Linked DNA regions of Capsicum annuum: region 1 is linked to region 2. Evidence: chromatin contacts called from public Hi-C data. All regions are on one chromosome and are shown on one strand. Each heading gives the region's core, a stretch centred on a gene start, on an enhancer-like site or on the middle of the called end of the contact. The rest is flanking DNA. Distances are from core to core; before and after follow the strand shown.

Region 1 (6,349 bases), core at 2,925-5,424, 35 kb before region 2:
GAATAACTTCTTATTCCCTTCTCATAATTTTATGGCTAATTGATTAAATTGTTTATTCCAAGTTTTGATGTTTAATTGTTTATACCACTTCGTGTGTGAGAAATTTATTGTTGGTTCAATGAGAGAGTTTGATTGCCAGCCCAGTGAAAGTAATAATTTTAGTGCTATAGTACCATTAGGCTGAAGCGCTGTGAGCCATCGTAGCATGTTCTGCACTTTTTCGGGGCTAATGTACATGATCTAACTATATTACAAGTGAAAATTTCTTGGATACTAAAGTGTATTACAAGCGTAATGCAAATTATCATCAACTCTTACCGTTCTCTGTACACGCTTCACATTCCGAGTTACAAAAGTGTGAATAAATTACATCTGAGTAGTCTAAAGAAACCTCGAGGTCACGAGTCCAACAATCCTGGCCATTGCTCCAACTCCAAAGTAAACTATGCGGAAAGAAGGGAAATGGAGACTAATCAAAAAGATCGACTGCAGCAAATCTGACTTCAAAATCAAGGCCTACCAGTTTTTGTTCATCTGTCTTGATTACCTATCTCTACCGGTCTCTTGGACAGCGCCAAGCATTCTACACTGTATCTGTGTTGCCATTTGCCTTTCGATTTGGGAGGTGATGTTGTTCTGTTACACATGATAGCATCAACTTTGGTCCAAGATAAAGTGGGCCTCGAATTTTAACCTAAACCATGATTAAACTAATCAAGGCAAATGCAAAAGCATGCTGCATCTTGCAAAGATTATGCTCCATTCACTGCTGTTGAAAAGAGAAGGAACCATAGAATTTGAAAGATATGCTTCTACTTTAACCAAAACTAGATGGGATTGGACACTTGGCCCATGCTAACAACCACCACCATAAGGTCCACAACAACTCCTCAATCCTAGGTTAGGGTCGGCAATATGTGTAATCTCATGAATGTCTGATGCAACACATTTCTAGGTGAGCTGTATTATGTGGATAGATCATAAATTGATTGGCTTTCAAGGTGCTTGGTTTGACTTATTTTTAGGCGTGCACTTTTAAACTTTTTTGAGGTGGTGTTGCTAACAATTTTGACTTTTAGCTTTTATCCTCTAAGCCACTTCAAAAAAGCTAATCCAAACAACTCTTTATGTTGTTCATCACCCTACCACAACTCTCATCTTTCTCTCTGTCCTCGGGACAAACTCACATAGAGACATGTTGCTGACTTGAACATGTCAGTCAATGTACAATGAAGCTAATCTTGTATACACTCCAATGACAACAACATATAGCCTGTTTAATCTGAGAAATGAGGTCTAGGAAGGGTAAAGTGTACGTATAAAACTAGAAAGAAGTTCAAAGAAGGAATACTTGCAGTACCTAAATTTTGGACGTACTGAGGAAGTATTATACAAGTTGATAGGTTCACAGCCGTGAGCCTCTGGACTGATAAAGTTCCATGCTTTCTCTGCCTTTGTTCACTAGTTCTTCAACTATAGGATCTTGCATTAGGTGTGCCTGCTTTGTAGACCACTCCAAAACTATATGTGCATTGTCATCAGCTAATGCCTCACTATCAGGCACATGCATTGCTATGTAACTCAAGAGAATCAAACAAGGAACCTGAACCATTTGTTCACCAAAGTAAACATGTGGTACTAGGTGCTTGGTGCCTCCTGCCTGAATTATGGCCTTGCAGTGATCGACTCTGAGGAAATTATCAGAGGAAGCAAATTTGTTGAGTGCAATTGCAGCTTCCCTAGTTACATCTGGTTCCCTATCATCTAACCGAGCCACCAATGGACGAATCATTCTTGTTTCTGTTGCTCGAAAGGTCCTGGCTAGATGTCCTATAGATTTGATGCTTGGACAGAGCAATTCTGAATCTCCCTGGTTGATAATTCTCAAGAATTGATCAACCACGGCTTTGGCAGCAGGTGCAGTGGGCTTGAAAGCAGAACGTCTCAAGTCAGAATTTTGCTCAGCAACGCCTGTGTATAAGTGTGTCAATGAGCAAGTTGAGCTAAAGCCACATGTGCTAAAATGGATAGAATCAATAATATATGGTTGGCTTTTAACTCAGTCTAAAATTTGTTTGGGTCTGGAGAACAGGTCAAATTGTGTTAAATAGCGGCTCATAATTCAGCCAGCCTTCCTTCATTGTTTGATCAAGACTATTAAATCAAACAACCCTCAATTTTTTTTAATATATACTTTGATGATTGCACAAGCAGCCCAAATAGCTTTCGAACGGGCTAGCTTTGGTTATGCCTAATCAACTCATCAATCAGGAGGGCTATAATTTTATGAGCTAAACATGACACATTTACCTGTGATTTCCATGAGCGCCATGGCTGAATGATATTGTACTTCTTCAGGGCCTTTCTCTAGCAAGACAGCAAAGCATAAAAGAGCTCGGGATTCTGTAATATTGCTACAAATGCTAACATTTCCTGCAGAAAGATGTCTAAGTGCTCTGGCAGCCATTGCTTTCATATCAGCTTTTGTCGCAGGATCTTCAAATTCTCTCCCTTTAATGCTAGTCCCTGTCAATCCAACATGGTGATTCTTCTGCTGATTCGGGTTTTGTCGATGTTGCTGCTGATTTTGACCCGCAATAGGATTGTTAGCCTGATTCTGTACCTGGGATTTCATTGCCATGGCACTTTCAACCAAATTATGCATTTGGTTGGCTGGTTGTTTATCTACAGGGTGAGGAATTTTACTATGAGTTCTATTGTCATTATCATCAACCTTACCTCCATAATCACTGATTTTGCTAGTACTAGAAGTATTAGATTGGGCCATCGCAGCAGCTGTGTGTATCAACATGTTCTGTTGTTTTTTAGCAATAGCATACTTACTGTGTTCTTGAATTGTCTCAAAAGCAAGATGACTAACCAATAACCTAATAGTATTTGCTTGAGCAAAATGATCTTGACATTTGTGGTGATTAGCAGCCAGTTCTGAAATTGCCCAAGCCACTACAACCTGAATTTTCATATGCCCATCTTTTAGAATCTTGGCAAACACAGAGCAAACACCTGCATTCACAATTTGTTCAACGCTTTCAGGGTCTCGACCAAGAAGGCCAATAGCCCTCGCCGCGTTTTCCTGACCCTCCTTTCGTCCTTCTTTGGCCAATTTCAACAACGGTGCAACCCCGCCTTCTTCTATAATCAACTTCCCATATCGCTCATTGTCCCGAGCCAACGACACAAGCGAGGCCGCCGCATCAGAACGTTCCTCCAACGACCCTGTACACAAAATCGCAATCTGTTCCCATATCAGACACAATATCGGTTCATTAGCTGCAATAGGAGGTAGCCCGAGATACTCATCATCACGGTCATCCGCTGGAGTCGACACACGTAACAACCATTGAACATCACCACATGAATTCTCAAGCTGCTGTGCCGTTTTCTTCAATGCAGCAGTAGGGATGATGGTGAAAACACGACTCAATCCCCTGGCACAACATTTGATTACGAGGGTGAGTGCCTTGTCCAAAACCTGTTCCGTGTCATCGATGATTCGACGCGTTGGACGCTCGTACAAGTCATTACTCGCGCGTGCTGCCTGTCTTAGGAGCGCGGCAAGCTTCTCTGTTTTGGCTTTGATCTCCATACAATCAGCCTTGAAATTACATACCTCGTCAGCCGCTTTTGTTGCCTGGTCTGCCAATTGTATTGGCCGTGCTAGAATTTGTTTCACTATGTCCGCCATCGTAATAGCGGACTGCTAATCTCTTCTTCCTTAAACACCGCAAAATAAAAGTCTTGGAAGATCAAACAAAATACAAGGGAATTCACGTTAAAATTTTGTATCAAAACTAAAACGAAAACAAGAAAGGACACAAATAAAAAAACAATAAATTTGCAATCTTTTTATTTTCTATGGGGGGTTTAGAAAAATGATGAAACTGGCCATAAACGGAGGGCAGGAGGAGGAGGAGGGCGGTGGCGATAGGAGTGACGGCGGGGTGTGTGGATGATTCAGTATAAGTTTGGGTATGGTCAAGCGCAAATGTCTCTATAGGTTTCCATGAAAATGGAAAACCAAAAAACTCATGGCCGTTACAACCTTATTTATAGGAAATAATGTATGTAGTAGCCGAAGAAATTGAATCACTATGATAAAAGCCATTTTGGCCATTCATAGCTCCCCATTGGATATCTTACAATGTCCAATTTTCAGTTAAGTGAATGCGAATGTCAAAAGTTGGCTAGCAAGTAACGTAAAGGACCAATTATTGCCACTGTTACCGGAGGAAAAACAAATATTTCTACTACTACATTTTATTTTATAATCATATATTATTGAGGTCGGACTAATTCATACTCGAAGTACTTAAATTTCACTAAACTCATCCGGTGCATCGCCTACTAGGATTTTCTTTTTTACTTTTTCCACCATATCCTTGCTTTTCTATCAATTTCTAATTTTAACCTTCCTTCCAAATATGAAATCATGATGCCGGTATAGATAGATTATGGTCCAATTCCAATCGATAATTGGTACCAAAGCTTTCAATAGTTGATTGATAGACTTCTATATATTCAATTGTAAAGTTCCCATTACTATTAAAAAAAATTGATAATCATGTGTTGTTCAAACTTCATTAGTCTAGACTCACACATTGCGTAAGAACAAGAACTTCCAATCAAAATATTTTCATTTTTAATAACATTAATTAAAGGGGAAGTATCTCATCATTTTTACAAATTGTCTTCCATAAGCAATTTGTTGCTTATAAATATGGTGTTTCTTTTTAATGTAAATAAAGGTTGTAACTTGTATAAACTTATTGATTGTATTGTTTTTCAATCTAATAGAAATTTCTAACAAACACAGGATCTTACTTATTCCCAAATTGGTATTGCCAACTTTACTACTCCCTCTCTATGTGACAAAGAATGACATACTTTTTTTTTAGTCCGTTTAAAAAAAAACGATCTCTTTCCCTTTTTGGCAGTACTTTAATTTCAACTTTCTACATGGCATGTTTAGGACCTCAAGATTAAAGGACATTTTGGTACATTTGATACAACTTTAATTTAAGGCTACAAGATTTAAAAGTCTTCTTTATTTTCTTAAACTTTGTGCCAAGTCAAAATAGATCATTCTTTTTTAAACGGAGGGAGTATAAATCTTTCTGTCACGTTATTTTAAGTATACTAACAAAAACTAGAACGCAACCCAAAAACATGGATTAATAATTAATCTTGCTTAGAAATTCAATAATAAGTTAGTCGATAGTGAATTTTATTAAAATGCTTGAGTAATAATACTCTACTTTAATACTATCAAAATTCTTCATAGGCAGAAGCCCACCCTTTAATTTTAAGATGATATTCCTCAACCCATATTTTGGGACCATGTCGATTATATATGCCCTCTCAATAAACATTGAATTATTTACTATAATTAATAAGTATTCTTAATAGATACGTAAGATAGGATTAGAAATACCTGTGCTGACTAATCCCACAAGCACTGCGAAATATACACTTGAATTATTCAGCTACTAGGTCTGTTGTCCACACTAGTTTTACGTGGTACCTCTTAAATTTTTGGAGTTTATATTAAAAAGAGTTTTTCTTTGAACACAATTTTTTGTAAGCTGTCAAATATTTTGAATTGCCAATATAATGACTACTAGCTTTTTTTATACAGTTGAAAACTATGTAAAATTGGTTTTTTAAAGCACTTAAGATTCCATGTACGAAGTTAGAAGCTTATAAATTTAACTCTAGAGGTTCAATTGTGTCACATAAACTGAGACAAAGATATGTAGTATACTGAAAGTGATCGTATTTCATACCATAAGTACACATGGGTAAGGTATGCTATAAACTCTCAGCTCAGTAAAGGTAAGTTATATATTCTACCCTCTTTAGTCCCAATTAAAGTTATGCTACATCTTATAAACGGTTCAAAATGAACTCTAATTTGAAGAGCATTCTTTTTGGAAAAGGAAAAAAACGTGTAGCAAAAGCATGTACTGTGTTACCAGAAAGCTACAACGTAACACAGTACCATATATGGTGTGATGTTTAAAAAAAAAATATTCAGGCATGTTGCTTTATGATGTGAACGTACCTTGGTGAAAAAGAAATTACATGCAACAGAAAAGAAAAAAGCTATTCTACTATAGTTTGTAACACCAACTACAAGGACATTCATTATGATTTATGATTACTGTACTTATAATATGTGAGCACTCATTATTAGTGCAATGATGGAAATAGCTAAGGGTTTCTTTTAGGTGTATCAATTTTCAGGACATATCACATGAGTAGCTACACTGTCCAAATATTTATGTGCAATTCGAAAATGAGACATCGAAAGTTTATATGGATTTGGTAT
Region 2 (5,627 bases), core at 949-3,448:
GGAAGAACAGATTATACAGTGCTTATAACTCAATTAACTAATCTGTGTTTCATTCTGTTTCCTTTACTTAACTTCTTGGTGAGTATGTCGGGTTTGTGGTATTATACAGCTATGTTTGTCATCATTAAAATGGGGGAAATTGTTAGAGCATGTGAAATTTTGATGATAGACATGAGAATGAAACATGTGGTAAAAGTTGTTCCATCCAACTGAACCAAGGTCAGCTGCAGATAAGTTATTGATATGATGACCTGGCATACAAACAGAAGTGGATAACATTTATCACATTAGAAGTTGAGTTGAAAAAGAAGACTTGCAGAAGTTGAGTTGAAAGAGAAGAAGTGCAGAAGTTGAGTTGAACAAGAAGTCTTGAAGAAAGAGAAAAGAGGAATCCTATTGAAAAAAAAAAAAAAAGAGGGGCGGCAACAAGTAGCAGGAAACTATCTGGAGTCCTATTGAATATAGAAGTTGATATCAATTGAAGGACTCCATGAGGTGGGTGCTTAAATACAAGAAACGAATTCAAAAGCACTGGACTCAAGCACTGAAAAGCATATCAACAATCAGCATATCAGTTCTCATACTCGAAGAAGAACCTGATCTCTTACTTAGCAAGTTGTAGAATTTGTGTAGTGAGTAGGTTTTTTGAGTTGTAATTAGTCAATGTTCTAGTCTCAGTGATCTATAAAATGAGTTAAGAATTGTGTCTTCAAGTTTGGGAACTCGAAGACTTGGGAACACTTATCTTGGGAAGATTTGTGTTTTTGTAGTGATAGGAGTTAGAAGTTTTAATTCCTAGTTAATAAGAAGTCTTGTAATTCTGTTGATTGTTGAGGCTCAAGTATTATAGTGAAGTTGGGTTAAATCCTGTAGAGGTACAGGTCGTGATTTTTTACACCTTTCTTGAGCCGGGTGTTTTCCACGTAAAAACACTATGTTTAGTATTTAATTCTGTGAACCACGTTTACTTACTTGTTCCACAAATAGGCAATTAGTAGGACTCATAATTTAACATAAATATATGTGTATATGTAATGAACTCAAATTCAATTACAATTTCAGAAAGTAAATGTAACAAGTCAAAAGGCAAAATCCCAAATGGAAATGTAGAAATATTGAAAAATCAGTACTAGACTCAGATAAAGCAGGATGAAAGATACAAACTTTGCATTAGCATGACCATATTACATACAATCCTTTTGTTTCAATACTTAGCCTTATTGAAGCTACTGTCATTTGGGCCAAGATAATCCCACACCAAGGCCTTTTAGTCCTCCTACTTTTTGGCCCAACAGTTTCTTCTGTGACATCCGTATTTAAGTTGTGCAGAGACAAATTCATAATACAACCAAGGCGGAGCCGTCAGGATATCAAATAAGGGGTTCAATAATCAAAGAAAATTAAATCGAAGGAGGTTCAACACCTATTATAACCACATAAAAAATAATTTTAATCATGCATAATTAGTATATTTTTCCATCGGTCCGAACCCCCTAAAGAGGGCCGGCTCCGCCTCCGAATACAACATAACATGAAATGTGCAATACATATGGAGTAAACGTATTGACGTTAATACCATATATAAGAACATGGACCTTAAGCCTAACTTGTATAGACCTATAACGTATATTGACGTTGATACCATATATAAGAACATAAACCTTAGGCCTAACTTGTATAGGCTTGGGCCATATCAAATAACCTGGCAACATAAGTACCGATATTGATGTGGAATTAACTGAGACAATATTACTACCAGCATTGATCGGTCTCCCAGTTCGATGATGCCACTGACACTACTGGCTGCCGGAAATATTGGTGATCATAATAAGCCCTCTTGATAGGATCAGACAAGGTAACATAAGCTGCATGAATCTTCATGAACTCAGTAGCTGATGTTTCTTTTTTAGGTAAGGACACAACATCTGGATGACATGTTCTTGCTATTTTCCTGTAGGCTGCTTTGATCTCTAACGTTGTTGCATTAACTGGAATTCCTAACATCTCATACAGTGACGACATTATACTCATGATTTTCAGAAGAAATTGGAACTAGCTAGCAGTGTTTGAAACTTTAATTTGGATCAAGTTTTATTATAATTTGTGGTGTTAAAAAGCTGATAGAAGGTAAAAACAAGCGGGCCAATGCTGACTAAGAAAGCTGTACAATTTGGATAAGCTTAAATCCAAAAAAGTAAAAAGTACGGGACATGTGGTCCACTAAATTGTGAGACAAGACTCTCAAATTTGTGTGTTGCGTCACTACTAGAAACAAAAATTCTTTTCGGGTGTGTTTGGTACGATGGAAAGTATTTTCGATGAAAAATAAGTTGATTTTTTACTTATTTTTTTATTTTTGGTTGGTAAATGAAAAATATTTTTTAAAAAATATTTTATGGTATTTGGTTGATGAGTAGAAACTATTTTTTAGAAAAATATTTTCTAGTGTTTGATTGGTGAGTGAAAAAATATTTTTTTATAAAATACCATTAACTGTTAATTAGTATATCTAGAAGTGCATAACAAATAATATCAATATCGAATATTAAAATATTACAATCACTAAATTTAAGCAACTATTAATTAACAAATATAAGAGACACTTTTCAATAATTTGTCAGGATAATTTCAAGATATTACAATTAATAAAAATATAATGAAACGACAAGCTTATTAAACCTCGTGAAATAGTTACTCCCTCCGTCCCATTTTACTAGTCCTAAATTGGGATGGCACAGTTGTTAAAAACATAATAAATAACATGGTTAGTTTACCATAGTATTCTTATTAAATGATATTTACATTTTAATTTAAAGAAAAGGTAATTAATGAAAAGGGTAAAATCTGAAAAAAAAAATTGTCTTGTCTTGATAAGTAAAAAAAGACAAGTAAAATAGGACACCAGATTAGAAAATTTGGGACGGATAAAATATGACGGAGGGAGTACATCGATGACAAAATAAAATATACAATTAACAAAAGTAACATAGGTAAATCTTCCTCTATGCATATGAAAATAACAATTCATTCAACGAATATTAGAAATGGAAAAAATTCGGGTTTCACTATTTTTTATTTCAAGCAGTGAAAAATTTAAGCAAAGCACAGTAAAAAGTATTTTCGAATAATGTAAATTTTTGAGAATGTGAATTTTTTTTAGTCATATGAATATGAGCGTTGTTAGGGTAGGAAAGAGGGGTGGGGATGGGATCATAAGTCACATTTGTCATTTTCAATGACTTCCTTTGGCCCAAGAGGAAAATCATTTTCCCTCAAATTGAGGAAAATGAATTGTTGTGAAAAATATTTTCCAAACATTTTATTGCAATCAAACAGGAAAAAATAAGAAAATATTTTTCAAAAAATATTTTTCTATCATACCAAACACTCCCTTCATCATCACTTATAAAATAGAGTATTAATTTTCTTATTTTCATCAAATCAGCTTAACGGAAAAATTTATGATGAAAAATAAAAATCTTTCTAATTTTTTCGTGTTAAAATAATTACGTACAATTTTTTCTTTTCTGAGAAGCGAGTATGTATAGAAGTAGCTCCTGAACATTTTTTATTGAAAAATTTAAATGAGCGTAACAGTAACCAATTAGTAGTGTGTGAAACGCATGAAGATCTAAAATAATCGTTATATTATCAACGGTCAAACTTGACAGGCGCAATGTGTATTGACACAAAAGGAGATGCCTATAGATGAACAAACTTGAAATGCAGTCCCACCATTTTGAAATAAGTGAATTATTGAGGTATTTATTGGTATTTTAAAATAAGTGAATCATTGAATTTTTTTTAAATTTATCCTTATGATTTGACAATCAATTAACTTTTAAAAAGGTATTACAAGGTCAGTTTTTTCTTTTTTGGAGGTAAAAATGGAAAGTTGTGTTAAATTTATGTCTTTAATGTTTTTTTCTTAATCTGTGTGTCAAAATCTAATAATTCATTTATTATGAAACAGAGAGAGTATCTTTTAGGATCAGTACTAATCTTTTGTGTTTAGATAGTTAAAGTAATTTGTTAGTCCATTGATTTAATTAGATAGCTTTGATTAAAACAATTCTGCTAATACAAGTTAGTATTAGTGTTTTAAAAGGCAGTCTGAGGCGAGTCTTGGGGTGAGCTTCGGAGCAAGGCATAGCAAAAAATGCATCAAAGCATTTTAGGTATGCGAAAGTATCGAAATACGTACGCCCCAAAATTTGAGGCGTTTGCCTAAGCGTTGGGGTGTTCGCCTAAGCGTGAGGAGTAAGCCCAGAAAACTGCACAAAATAAAATGATTTTTTCCTATTAATAAGTATCTAATTTAAACTTCATATTAAAATATATGATTGATAAATACTCAAATCAAAAATAAAAAAAAGCTTAAAAATCACACTTTCAAACTGTATTTGCCAATGGATGTCAACGGTACCGTTACTTAAGAAGCTATTGGGCACACACTTTCTTCTTCCTAGTTCCTTTCTTTTCTTTTAGATTTTTGCAAGTCGTACAGTGACTAGTTTTCAAGATATTTACTTTTTGTGCTCTCTTTAAAATACAATTTATGGTAAATGAGTGTGTTAATATATTGATCGAGTAGCGAGAAGGTGGTGTTGATTAATGATGTACTGTTTTTTTATATCAAATTGTGTTTTTTAGAACATAATAGGTTATTATATGAGAAGGTGACTTTATATATTAGTTGTATTATGTGACTTCTTTTTTTTTTTTTTGCGATAATAGTTTTAGATGCATTTTCACTTATTTCTTTTTATAATTTTGATATAAATTTACCTTTTTGGGTGATTTACCTCTTTTCAAAATATTTATTTCTAATAATATTAATTTATAAAATATTAAAAATTAAAAAATTCATGGAGCTTACGCCTCATCGCCTTGGGACTTACGCTTCGCCTTTAAAAACGCTAGTTAAAATGTATCTTCGGATTTTAAAAAAATCTATTGATACATATATAAATTTATTTAGTTAATCATACATATTTATTTTTTTAATTGTGATTCATATGAATGATAAATATGATATCATTATATGGGTATTATGGTGATTCATACGATAGATACATTTTGTATGATTTTAATGGGCGATACATATGATATTAATGGGTGATACATATTGTATTATGTTAATTCATATAGTAGATACAATTATTGAGTGATTCATATGATATCAATAGGTGATATATATGGTATTATGGTCATTCATACGGTAGGTACAATTATTTATTTCAATTATTGGGTGATTCACATGGTAGATACAATTATTTATTTCAATTATTGGTGATTCATATGATATTAATGGGTGATATATATGGTAGTATGGTGATTCATATGGTAGATACAATTATTTATTTCAATTATTGGGTGATTCACATGTTATTAATGAAAGTAATGGTGTCGTCAGTGTAGGAAACAAAAGTAATAATATTTTTAAAAAAAGGACTAAAAGCAGAATTAAAATATAATTAAAATTAAATCTAAAAAAAAGACTAAAATTAAAGACGAAAAAAGAAAAAAAAGATCAAAAAATACATATCTTTCATAATTAAAGACGAAAAAAGAGAAATATAATTAAAACACCTAAATTAAATCTAAAAATAATAAATAGATATCTT

The links. A called contact is a pair of places that touch in the nucleus more often than the background predicts.
Region 1: a contact with region 2 is called in a Hi-C map of leaf, with 2.0 times the contacts expected there. The contact joins the promoter of LOC107840542 here to the enhancer-like site in region 2. A contact is called at or near these places in 2 of 5 Hi-C or Micro-C datasets (leaf and placenta).

The regions. Positions count from the first base shown.
Region 1 is chr8:171,593,286-171,599,634 of UCD10Xv1.1, reverse strand. It overlaps LOC107840542, which reads right to left and starts at 4,174. Exons shown (of 3, transcript XM_016684439.2): 1 at 2,311-4,174; 2 at 1,361-1,971; 3 at 544-636. The coding sequence starts at 3,706. The coding sequence ends at 1,406.
Region 2 is chr8:171,556,807-171,562,433 of UCD10Xv1.1, reverse strand. No RefSeq gene overlaps it. Among protein-coding and RNA genes, the nearest start is that of LOC107840541, 13 kb to the right of the region's middle. Within about 2 kb of position 2,198, at least 4 of the 5 cell types and tissues checked have an H3K27ac peak or open chromatin away from gene starts, as enhancers often do. A contact at or near this core is called in leaf, where this site is marked.